Regions from separate parts of the Mus musculus genome. Here all the other regions are linked to region 1. The links are chromatin contacts, called in public ChIA-PET and HiCAR-type maps. All regions are on one chromosome and are shown on one strand. Each heading gives the region's core, a stretch centred on a gene start, on an enhancer-like site or on the middle of the called end of the contact. The rest is flanking DNA. Distances are from core to core; before and after follow the strand shown.

What was found. ChIA-PET counts read pairs in DNA pulled down with a chosen protein or histone mark. HiCAR-type assays count read pairs that join an accessible place to other places.
Region 2: a contact with region 1 is called in a HiCAR-type map of Th17 cells, with 7 times the contacts expected there. The contact joins two enhancer-like sites. A contact is called at or near these places in 1 of 39 promoter capture datasets (the 3T3-L1 cell line), 5 of 15 datasets of contacts at CTCF or cohesin (the NIH/3T3 cell line, embryonic stem cells, large pre-B cells and 2 more), 60 of 484 Hi-C or Micro-C datasets (the 3T3-L1 cell line, B cells, the Ba/F3 cell line and 36 more) and 5 of 115 datasets of contacts at active chromatin or transcription factors (Th17 cells, astrocytes and embryonic stem cells).
Region 3: a contact with region 1 is called in an RNA polymerase II ChIA-PET map of memory CD8 T cells, with 11 read pairs. The contact joins two enhancer-like sites. A contact is called at or near these places in 1 of 115 datasets of contacts at active chromatin or transcription factors (memory CD8 T cells) and 1 of 9 other capture datasets (embryonic stem cells).
Region 4: a contact with region 1 is called in an RNA polymerase II ChIA-PET map of memory CD8 T cells, with 12 read pairs. The contact joins two enhancer-like sites. A contact is called at or near these places in 2 of 39 promoter capture datasets (the HPC-7 cell line and pre-B cells), 1 of 115 datasets of contacts at active chromatin or transcription factors (memory CD8 T cells) and 1 of 9 other capture datasets (liver).

Annotation. Positions count from the first base shown.
Region 1 is chr5:54,099,776-54,102,613 of GRCm38.p6, reverse strand. Stim2 (stromal interaction molecule 2) reads right to left here. Exons shown (of 12, transcript NM_001081103.2): 4 at 1-39. Among named protein-coding and RNA genes, the nearest start is that of Stim2, 100 kb to the right of the region's middle. Within about 2 kb of position 1,418, at least 162 of the 459 cell types and tissues checked have an H3K27ac peak or open chromatin away from gene starts, as enhancers often do. A contact at or near this core is called in CD8 T cells, Th17 cells, cerebral cortex and 1 more, where this site is marked.
Region 2 is chr5:53,353,873-53,356,710 of GRCm38.p6, reverse strand. No RefSeq gene overlaps it. Among named protein-coding and RNA genes, the nearest start is that of Gm40303, 88 kb to the right of the region's middle. Within about 2 kb of position 1,455, at least 46 of the 459 cell types and tissues checked have an H3K27ac peak or open chromatin away from gene starts, as enhancers often do. A contact at or near this core is called in CD8 T cells, Th17 cells and cerebral cortex, where this site is marked.
Region 3 is chr5:53,489,488-53,492,325 of GRCm38.p6, reverse strand. No RefSeq gene overlaps it. Among named protein-coding and RNA genes, the nearest start is that of Gm40304, 56 kb to the left of the region's middle. Within about 2 kb of position 1,450, at least 146 of the 459 cell types and tissues checked have an H3K27ac peak or open chromatin away from gene starts, as enhancers often do. A contact at or near this core is called in memory CD8 T cells, where this site is marked.
Region 4 is chr5:53,565,221-53,568,058 of GRCm38.p6, reverse strand. It overlaps a transcript of Rbpj not described here. Among named protein-coding and RNA genes, the nearest start is that of Gm40304, 20 kb to the right of the region's middle. Within about 2 kb of position 1,403, at least 70 of the 459 cell types and tissues checked have an H3K27ac peak or open chromatin away from gene starts, as enhancers often do. A contact at or near this core is called in memory CD8 T cells, where this site is marked.

The DNA.
Region 1 (2,838 bases), core at 169-2,668:
TTAACCACTGCAGGGTATCCTCAAGTGTCCAATTGTGAACTGTAACACAGAAAAGAAGGTATAGTTTAAAGCACACTGCTTTCAAAACTAAGATCTGAACACATCTACATATGGGAGATTAAGTTTTCAATTAGATGTAATAAGTGGTAGTAAAATAGCATCTAGCATCCTATGGTAAGCTGAAAATAGTGAGGCCCACCCCTGTTTTCCCAAATGTGTACAATCTAAAACAGAAAAAAAGACATAAAACAATTAGACAGACTGCAGTAAAACTAATTCTAAAATAAGCATTAATACAGAGTTTTTAAAGGATGAAACAACCCATTTCCATGGGTGTAACACCTTACTAGATATAGACTTGATTGGCACTTTACCTAGCCCATTAATGCATCTAATCAGAGAACCACCCCGTGAGAGTCAGGCCACTGTAAGCACTACAGCATACAGCAGAGAACAGATGGGGAACTTGTTTACCCCTGTGAAACCTAGGTGCCCTGGGCAAAGATTCAGGGGGGGGGGCAACTTAGAAATGAAGAAAGATGGGGGAAGGAAACATTTAAATCATGCTAGTCATTAAAAAATGGGAGGGGGTAAATGAGTGTGTGTGTGTGTGTGTGTGTGTGTGTGTGTGTGTGTATGTGTGTGTGTGTGAGAGAGAGAGAGAGAGAGAGAGAGAGAGAGAGAGAGAGAGAGAGAGGATGTGAATGAGAATGAATTAGGTAAGTCCTCTGGCTTGACTACATCAACTAAAGCCTACAATAAAAGCCATAGAATTCTGAAGATCTGATGTAATCTTGCTGAGCTGTGTTTGGTCTGTATTGTATTGTATTTTAGGAAGAGGCAGAAAGTCAGAGAGGGACCACATTAGGAAAGACTGGATCTGAACACAGGCACACAAAGATAGAAGCTTACTCTATAGCACTTTGAGAGCAACAACCACGAGCAAAAGGATAAACAAGAAGAGACCATAAGAATTAAGTTGGAGGCTTTTCTCGGCTTGCTTGTGTAAAGGGTAAGCTGTTCCAACGGAAGGCTTGAGAAATGGAGAGCTGCATGCTGTCTACACTTAATGTGACGACTGGGGAAAACCACAGCAGAGGGCAAACGGGGCTGAAGACAAGGAGGAAGTGGTAGGTGCAGTGCTGCAGATCCATCTGTGCACAAAGGCTCTAGGAAAAGAGCATTCTCATAAATTATAGAAAATGCTAAATGCACATTTGCATGCAATGTTTTCACACTGCCCTTTTCAATGATCTTTAAAGAAAAAACAAGCAAAGTATAATTAACTAATAAAAACCTTTAAAAACTGTATTGCTAAGTGGCAATTTTATACTGAGACAAAGCTCTTATGTTCTCTTTCTGACACATCTCTACCCTCACACCTGTATATGGGCTGAGCCTGCTGGAGCCACAGAGACAAACAAGTGAGGCTACCAGCCAGCAGCCCAGCCCTAGGGGCCTTCCGCTGAACCTAATCCAGTCAAAGTAGCCTTGTTACACGAAGGCTTCTTCCTTCTGCGATGCATTACATGGAGAACTGCCCTGTCTGAATGCCAAGAAACCCACAGCACAGCTGCAGTGCACACACCCACACAAAACTCTCAGCCAGGAAAACAGGATAAGATTCTCTCTGCCTTTGGATTTTTCAATAGCAAAAAAACCAGTCTAAGCAACCCAACACATCAAGTTTCCAAGGAGACCAGATTCAAAGGAAGAAATGCAAAAAAGCGCACGAAACTGTCCAGTCCTAATACTACTCGACCTGAGTGGACAGCTGTGCTGGTCTAAAATAGCTTTGTTTGTAAAACCAATTCTCTTTTGAATGCATCTTTAAAACAATACCATCCTATCATAAGACAGAGTTACTTGAGGGAAAGAATTGGCTTTCCACTTGATGTCTGGGTTCCTTGCAAACAGCTTTTCTTCTCATTACCAGGACATGAGAAGTTTTGTATTAGCTCCCTCTGCTCCAAATACTCTGCTGGTCTTTCAACCCCTACGGTGGCTCCTTTTTATCCGTCCTCAAAGACCTGATATGAAACCGGTTTGAATCCTATCATCTTCTGTATTTTTGTTGAATCTTCCTTTCTTAGCTAAATTCAGTTCTTCATAAGAACTTTTTTCCCCACAGAATTTAATTAATTTCAATCATCTAGAAGAGAAGGAATTCTTTTAACATCTGCTTTTCCACTAAAGGATGTATAAGTTCCTTACTGAGCACTCATGCACAGTTTGCTGGGTGCCACTTAACTACTGAAGTAGATGAGACTTAAAGAGTGAGTACTGTTCAACCTAGGCTTGTTTGCATAGGAGATCCCCAGTGACAAAGAGCGACCTGAAGCCGCCCCATCCCTCTGCCTACCTGTCACTGACTTTGGAATTGCTTACCAAGTATTTTTGCTCAAAACTGTGCCAATTGCTATAGGCTGACATTTCGGTGATTTTCAGCACACTTGGGAATGGAAAGAGACCGTTGCCAAGAGGTGTACCTGAGTCACAGAGCCACCGTAGCTCTTTAACTCAGGCTAAGTTTTTGAATAAACAGAGTAATAAACTGAGCTACTTTAAAATTCTGTCTTTCTGATTCCGTTATAACAAAAAAGGGCTGTTGTCTAAAGCACTGTAAACTGAACAACCAGCCCGGAACATTTCATTACAGAATGCTGACAGGGAAGATCGAATTCTAAAAATGGCTAGGACACCAATAAAAACTGTTGCTAACATTAACTATGTACTACATACCAGATTTATGAATGTTATTTCATGTGGACACTGTAGCAGCTCTGAAAGCAGTACATTTATTCCCATGCTGAGCCTACAATTTTCTCAAGGTAGAAC
Region 2 (2,838 bases), core at 206-2,705, 750 kb after region 1:
TCTATTCCATCTTCCTCTGTAGCCAAATTACCCTACCCAACACACACACACACACACACACACACACACACACACACCTCACACACACCTCACACAAACACCATACACATACACACACATACACACACCATACAAACACCACAGGCACACACACACACACACCTTACACTAAAATTAATAATAATAATAATAAAGTATTGTTTATGCCCAGAAAGAATTAACAAATCAACTCATAATAAAGTAAGACAATTATAATAATATAACCTAATAAACATTTTGTGAGTGTGGGCTCTCTCTCAAAATGTCTACCGTCTCTCTACTTAGAAGAAGCCCTGCGTGGCTTCTCCTTGGCACAGCCCAACCCACTACAATCCGCTCTTGTTCTCTGAGGATGAGGTCAAGGAAAGTGAGAGTTGCGAGGACCTTGGCACTATGACAATGCGCCTATCAATCTGAAAATGGAGTCAGCTGTCTATACGAAATGTTCCTCCCACTCCAAAGGGAAGAAGATAATTGATTCTTATATGATTCAAATACGAGTGACCATGGACTGGGAACACAGGTTCCCCTTGTCCCAGAATAATGCATCCCAAGGTGGAGACAGTTTGGAGAACTTTATAGCTAAGGACAGGATTAGGGACTCAGGCACTGTCTGGTAGCATTCTTGGTTTGGAGGTGGGTGAAGGTTAAGCTCTGGTTCCTGTATTCCAGCAGGATTTACCTGATCACAGGAAGGATGTTACTAAAGATAGGAATGATAAGAGGCTATTAAGCAGACCAAAGATAACCAAAGAGGAGCCTGGATCGACAGCATTCCAACTCTTCGTAATCGTTACATTTTAATCAGTTCATCAGCCCAGTGGACTCTTTAACATAGGTGTGGCTCTTTTCTTCTTCTTCTTCTTCTTCTTCTTCTTCTTCTTCTTCTTCTTCTTCTTCTTCTTCTTCTTCTTCTTCTTCTTCTTCTCCTTCTCCTCCTCCTCCTCCTCCTCTTCCTCCTCCTCCTCCTCCTCCTCCTCCTCCTCCTCCTTCTCCTCCTCCTTCTCCTCGGAACTCAGTTCACGCCCATCCTGAAATCAAATAACCCACTGCATGGTGGCTTCCAGAGGAGAAGGACCCTTTGTTGGGGGGGGGGGGCGGGGGAGGTTCTCAAACAACCAAGGTTTAACCACCTGCTCAGCATTTAACTGCTCAGAAGAGGCCAGATTAACCAAGCAAAAGACTCCCATGGATCCTTTGTGCCTCTATCAACCCAGCCAACTTCCCTGGAGCTTTGGGGACCATAGGGACAGTAATAAACTGAATTCCTGCAGTCCTCCGGAGGGATACACTCTGGCCGGTGAGAAAGGATGCTAGCAGGTCGAGTGAGAGGTGCTGAGGCCACAGACAGGACTTCCCCAGCTCCACCCTCCTCTTCTGGGACCCTCCCTCCTAGAGAAGTCATGGTCCTGTTTGCATGTGGCGTTGCTGCCCCCTCCTGGGAGATGCTGGCAGCTGCTCCTCATTCCCGAGCCGCCCAGCCTGTTCCAAAGCCTCTGTCTGCACTCACCATGGGGGTAAACTTTTTCATTGAGATCATTCCCATTAAAATCACCCAGGTCAGCCAGGCTGGTGGCTGTGGAGCAGGCCTGTAAGCCCAGCCTAGACAGGAGGATTTGGAGGTCGAGGATGGTCTTAACAACTTAGTGAGACTCTATCTCCTGAGAGTAAAAGCAAAGAGCAGAGACAGGATATTGCACTTGCTGACTTGATCAATATTAGTGGGGTGCCGGAGATGGGGGGGGGGAGGAGTGGAATCTATTAAACTTGTCTTCCTTCTTTTGGTTCATATTCCTTGGGTCTTCATTTAATCTGTCTTTTTGTCCCCAACCGGCAGCTCCCATCAAGAGTGGAGTTTGGCACACAGGGTGCCTCTGTGGCCTCAGGAAGGCAGGGACTGATGCTCCAGAGCCTATCAGCTCTGGCCACTTGGTGCCGTGGCACCCCTTGCCTGAGAGCAAAAAGTTCCTTGAACCTTGAACATTATGGGGGGAAGGGGGGGGGGGAGCGGTGCACACTTGCAGATCATCTGGGCCCTAAGGTACACCTGCTTCCAGACAGTGCTCTTGCCTAGCATGAATAAGCTTTGGCTTATAAAGTAGGCTGAGATAGCTGGGGCTAGCTCAGTTGGTAAACTCCACCTAGCCCTGGGCTCATCTCCAGCATGGCCTAAGACCCAGTGTACCAACATATGCTTGTAATCGCTCAGGAGCTAGAGGTGGGAGGGTCAGAAGTTCAAGGTCATCTTCTGCTGCACAGTGAGTTTGAGGCCACCTGAGGTACCGGAAATCCTGACTCTAAAATTAATAATAATAAAGTATTGTTATGCCCAGAAAGAATTAACAAATCAACTCATAATAAGTAAGACAATTATAATAATATAACCTAATAAACATTTTGTGAGTGTGGGCTCTCTCTCAAAATGTCTACCGTCTCTCTACTTAGAAGAAGCCCTGCGTGGCTTCTCCTTGGCACAGCCCAACCCACTACAATCCGCTCTTGTTCTCTGAGGATGAGGTCAAGGAAAGTGAGAGTTGCGGGGACCTTGGCACTATGACAATGCGCCTATCAATCTGAAAATGGAGTCAGCTAACAGGAGGGGCAGACCCTGCCTCCAGGCCAATTCATGCCCGAGAGGTGGTTCAGATGCTGTGAGATTCTAAATGTACTACCCAGAACTACTCGAACGGCAAGCAACTTAAAACTTATAATGGAAGCCGGGCGTGGTGGCGCATGCCTTTAATTCTAGCACTCGGGAGGCAGAGGCAGGTGGATTTCTGAGTTCAAGGCCAGCCTGGT
Region 3 (2,838 bases), core at 201-2,700, 610 kb after region 1:
CCTGGCTTCTGGTCTAACGACTGAGAATCTATGTCAGGTATTCTGTTACGGCAACGAGACACACAATGAATATAAGCTCTCCCCCTCTCTCAAAGACACTAAGATCTCCAACGTCACAAGAACACCCATTTTCTGAGAGGACACATTTCCAAGGCAAGATTTACCATGACCCTCTCAAGTTCTCCCACATGGCTGATTCTTCTCCTCTTTTCTTTATTTAGATTTTATAGAAATAGGGGGTTCAAGGCATACGGATTTCCAGTTGGGGAAGATGAAAACACTCTAAAGAGGTGATGGTTACAGCTGGATGTGGTAAGTCTTAATCCCATCAGAGATAGGAGGATCTCTATATGAGTTCAAGGTCAGCCTGATCAACATAGGAAGTTCTAGGACAGCCAGGCCAGTTACACAGAGAAACTGTGCCTTGAAAAGTCAAAAGGTAAGGGAAGAAATGATGGTTGCACAACAATGTGCATGTGCCTAGTGCCACAAACTGTGTGCCTCAAGGCAGTTAGGATGGCATATTGTATGCTATACATTTTTTTTCTTTAACAGGTTAAGAAGTAATATGATTATGCTAGCTTTATGGCTAAGCAGCTCCCTGAATTCTAGAGGGTCTTATAGTTGGGGTACCTTAGCAAGAATTTGAATGTCTTCTGTGAAATGAGTGTGACCTTTTAATTAATTTTTAAAAATTAGCTACAGAGCTGTCACTCTGGTTGAAAGTTCAGGCTGGAGTCTGGTGGCCTGGGATTGCACAGCTCCCAGGGTTTGGGGAAATGGGTAAGCCAAGTCTTTCTCTATGCCTAGGTTTTGTCACCTGAAAAATAAAAACTATTGTTTCTCCATTATAAGGTTGCAAGAAATAAATGAATTAATGTGTCAAAAATCTGGTAGGAGCATCACCTATACTTATTATCTGTCCAAAGTCCTGCTGTCCTGGAGCAGACAACAAATATGCAAATGTGGGTTGTAGATATAGTCAGCAGTCAGAGTACACTGATGCTGTGTGTAAGACAAGGAGCTATAGCCTTATCAGAAACATGGAAACAGGGTTGGGGGAGGAAGAGAGAGGGGAGGGGAAGGGAGGGGAGGATAGAAAGAGAGAAAGAGAGAGAGAGAGAGAGAGAGAGAGAGAGAGAGAGAGAGAGAGAGAGAATCTTCTCCTGGTACAGTCAGAGGCTGACTTAACACAGCCAATCATGAACATTGATGCCTCTGGCCTGCCCTCTCAGACTCCTCTTTCTGAGGAAGACAGTGACTGATGGGGCCCCTGCCCTCTGAGGAGGCCTAAGCCACAGCTCAGGGCAGCCTGCAGTTTCTGTAGCAGGTACTTTTCCTGTTGCCCTCAGAGGAAACATGAATCAGCCACTGTTTGGTTCCATTTCCTGGGAGGCCTCAGGCCCAGGAAATCTGTGGTTTAAGCATCAGTTCAGAGATCAAATGAAATGGCTCTTGGCAGTGGCGTGTGTTGCTAGGACCACTGACAATGTTCTCTGAAGCCAGATGAGTCACGGTGAGCTGGCTCTTCGGCTGTCTTTCTCCTGATTACATTCATCTCGTGAAATGAGTAGAATTTCCTGGCCTCCGGTGACTCTTCCTTAGCTGGGCTGGATGGAGGAGCACATCTGGAGCAGTTTGGGCAAGGATGGAGGGTCCATCCTGTGTGGTTGCCTGCTTGGTACAGCGCTAGAGCAGAGGTCAGGCATGTGTATCCTCACGTGTACTACAACTAGTGAATGCTGGAGTCAGAGACCTGCTCTGACCACTTCTCTCTCTCTCCCTCTCCAGCTACTGAGCAGAGACTGTTGTAACCAGTCTTGGGACAACCAAACTCTTTACCATACATCGCAAAAGGAAAATTAGGTTATAGTTCACCTTATTTATACGGCTATTCTCTATCCTCCCGTGTAATGAAATAATTAAGAAATCTTACAGGATTTTTGCAGAGACAGTTAGATAACATCAGCATGTAAATCATCACCCCTTTGGGCTCCTGTGTATCAAGAGATCTTTCCGTGCATGGATTTATCATGAAGGAGGAAGGGTTTTCCATGACAGAGTAGTAATGTGGTGACCGGTCCAGGATAACAGAGCCTGGCGCAGGCTAAACGAGGATACTGTGATGTTGAAGATACTTGGTGAACAGCCACATACCCACCGCATCTCAGTGCTGGTATCTGTTTTGTGATTTAACTCCATGTGGTTTTGAAAGTCTTTCCTACACAGAAAGCATGGGAGTTGAATCCTACCTCCCAGGACAAGCCGTGATATGTAATTTCCAGGTAGATGACACCCAAAAGATAGTATTTGAAACAGTTCGTAATCTTGGAGTCATCATATAGATGCTATCAGTGGTGATAGTGACATCATCAATGGCAGTGATGGGTGAGAGAGTTCATGTTCAGAACCTCTCAGGTCTCGGGAAGGCACCTTTTCAGGTAGCTTGGGTGATCTACTGACATCTGTTCTAACTTCAACATTCTTTGAGCAAGTGCACACATTTGTGAGTTAGGCTATGGGAATGAAGCAGACTGTGAAAAGCTAGATGCATACCTTATTTAAAAGGGGGAGATGTTATGTAGCTATAACTCTTAGATAACTAGAATTTCCCAGCTGATATATGCACCTGGCTGTATGTGTCTATTATCTATCTATCTATCTATCTATCTATCTATCTATCTATCTATCTATCTACCTATCCATCCATCCATCCATCCATCCATCCATCTACCTATCTAACCCTCTACATATCACCCGTCAATTACTTATCTATCAACATCTATCATTTACTGCAATTATACAATCTATCTATTCATGTAAATGGGTGTATATTTT
Region 4 (2,838 bases), core at 154-2,653, 530 kb after region 1:
GACAGGTAGACAGATCTCTGTGAATTACAGGTCTACAAAGTTCCAGGACACCAAGAACAATCTATGACATATGTAAGGGATTTTCAGTGATGATAAAGCCATGTAAGAAATTAAGCAGGAGTGACAGATGCTAGGGGAAAAAGGGAACGTCACTTCACACAGGCCAGCTGGCCTCATAATAAAACTTTCTTTTACCTACTAGTGAATTTGACTCAGTTAAGATGATCAAAGTAAGCCGGGCATGGTTGCACACACCTTTAATCCCAGCACTCGGGAGGCAGAGGCAGGCAGTTCGAGACCAGCCTAGTCTACAAAGTGAGTTCCAGGACAGCCAGGGCTACACAGAGAAACCCTGTCTCGAAAAAACAAAAACAAAAAAACAAAACAAAACAAAAAACAAAAAAAGATGATCAAAGTACTTTAAGTCTGCACTCCAATAGGAAGGTTGTCAGACACCTGAGCAGAAAACAATAACCCTCAATTTGGAGTTCACTTGATAAACTCCAGCACTCGGTTGATAGTACACTCTTTCAGAGTTTATAGGTTTGGCTCTTTCTACTGTTCCTTGGTGAAAGCTACATGGGAAAAGTAAGAAGTGCAGTGTGTCTTGATACCAATCATTAGCTTTGGTATTACAGACTCCTTTGAGTGAATGTGCATACGCCCTGGGCTCTGCAAGCATCGGGTGCTTTTTATCCCTATTGAGAGGTGAAATGCGAATCCAAAATTCAACTGATTTATCCTGGGATACCCCAGGTCAGATGCAGATAAAAATCAAGGCTGGCGATGTCTAACGGCTCTGCGCAGAGCTGGCTCCTTGGTATGGCATGAGGTCCTGGGCTCAAGCTCCAGGACTTCAGAGAAGAGACAAGGGGTAGCAGGAAGAGGGAAGGACAGAAACAGATGCTAAAGATGGTTATCTTCTCCCTGAGCCCAAACCTGTTTGTACCACCTCCACTGTTTGCCCAACCCTGCTTTTGCATTGTCGAATCGACTTTAAAAGGGACTTAAGCGTGGCACAAGGAGTTGGGTATGTGAAGGAACTTGGACATAACCGCTTCACTCTGAAGTACAAACTCGAGAGTCCCGAGGCCCCACTTTTGCCTTGCAGATCACACATCGACCATGCTAACTAACCCTCAGAGATAATTATCAGCCCATGATGCTGATGGGTACCAGATAATTCTAACGTGGTCTTGGCTCTGTCTTCTGAGAAGCTGCTCGATGTTTCCTGCTTGGGCCTGGCAAGCTTCACAGGGTTCCTAAGAAGAACCTCTACTTTCCTTTGTCCCTCCCAGAGAGGCGATGCATTTTCACTTCACGATGATTAAAACCCAGCGGCCTACGATACTATATTAGTTCACCCAGGCTTCTCAGAATCGTGTGTTAAAATCGAAACTGAAACATCATGGAGGTGGGAAGGTCTACTCATTAGAGTAGGTGATCCTGCCAGTTCCTGTAGAGCTATTCTGAGTGTTGGTGCTATTAAAAAAATAGGCATGAGATTCATGGTAGATCTCTAGATAAGGCTGTTCTCCTAAACAAATTTTGAAGAAATAATGGATTTGTAGACCATTAAAATTTACTGAGGACTAAAAGGAGAAATAACAAGGTGTCTTCATGTTAAACTTTGCTGCAGAGGTAAGGAGCCAAGAACTATTTTGAAATGACTCTCTGACTTAATTGTTCTTCACTCTCATGCCAACGTGTGTGTGTGTGTGTGTGTGTGTGTGTGTGTGTGTGTGTGTGTGTGTTAAAGTACTGCCACTTTTCTGGGAGAGAGATGAACTATTCGCATAGGCTAGTGCACACACTAGGAGGCTCTCTACAGCTTCCCCATCCTACCTTATCTCTTTGAAGTTTGACCCTGCAGCACAACTGGACTCCATCCTCCTTTAAATCATCCACCCCCTGGATACTGCCTGGTGGCATCTCACTGACTCCACTGGTTGGATATTCCTGACAAAAAGACATAAGATTGCTTGTGTTCCTTTCTCTAGCACCCGCTCACCTTGAATCGGTCTCCACCGTTAGACTAAAGATCAGGTGCCCCGGATACAACTTTGAGCTTGAGGTTATAGGCATTTATTTATAGGCCAGAAAGTTTCCTTCCAATGTTCGTAGTCAACAGATAGGAGTAGTTTAAAAAGATATTTGGGGGCTGGGGCTGGGGTTCAGTGGTAGGGTGTTCACCTAGCGTGTGAAAGGCTCCTGGCGTGAATTTCACACACACACACCCATGCACATACACACACATACACACACACCACTGCTTCCAACAAACAAAGAGAGCCTTTTTAATAGCTCATCTTCACTGACTGTCAAGGGATTGTTTTCTTCTGGAGACACTCAACCGACATGGAATTGAGCTCTGCCCATCTACAAATCCCCTGTAGGGTTTGTGAAACAAGCCATAATCCCCCTCATGAAAACACACACTGGCTATTTATGCTCATGCTTGGTCCAAATATTACAATTGTTTCTGGATTTCTGCCACATTCCTCTCGAGATGGTCATTTGGGAGAGTTTGTTTATAATGTGTGTTTTGAATGAAATTTTAAAATTCCAAGACCACAGGATGTAAGACTCAATTGTGGGTTAAACTTCATTTTTGCATTCCCCCCCCCCCCCCCAAAGAGGGCTTACTTACATTACAGCGGTGAACAGTGAATAGAAAACAGGGCAAAGGTATGTTTTTGGTTTTGTTTCAGGGATCAGTATTTGAAAGACTATGAAAAGCACATGCTACCTTGAATGATGAGGGAAAGTTGTTTCGAAATGGCCTGTGGCATTCGGTTGTTGGTTCAGGTGAATTAAAACATTAAGTGAGTTTATAGG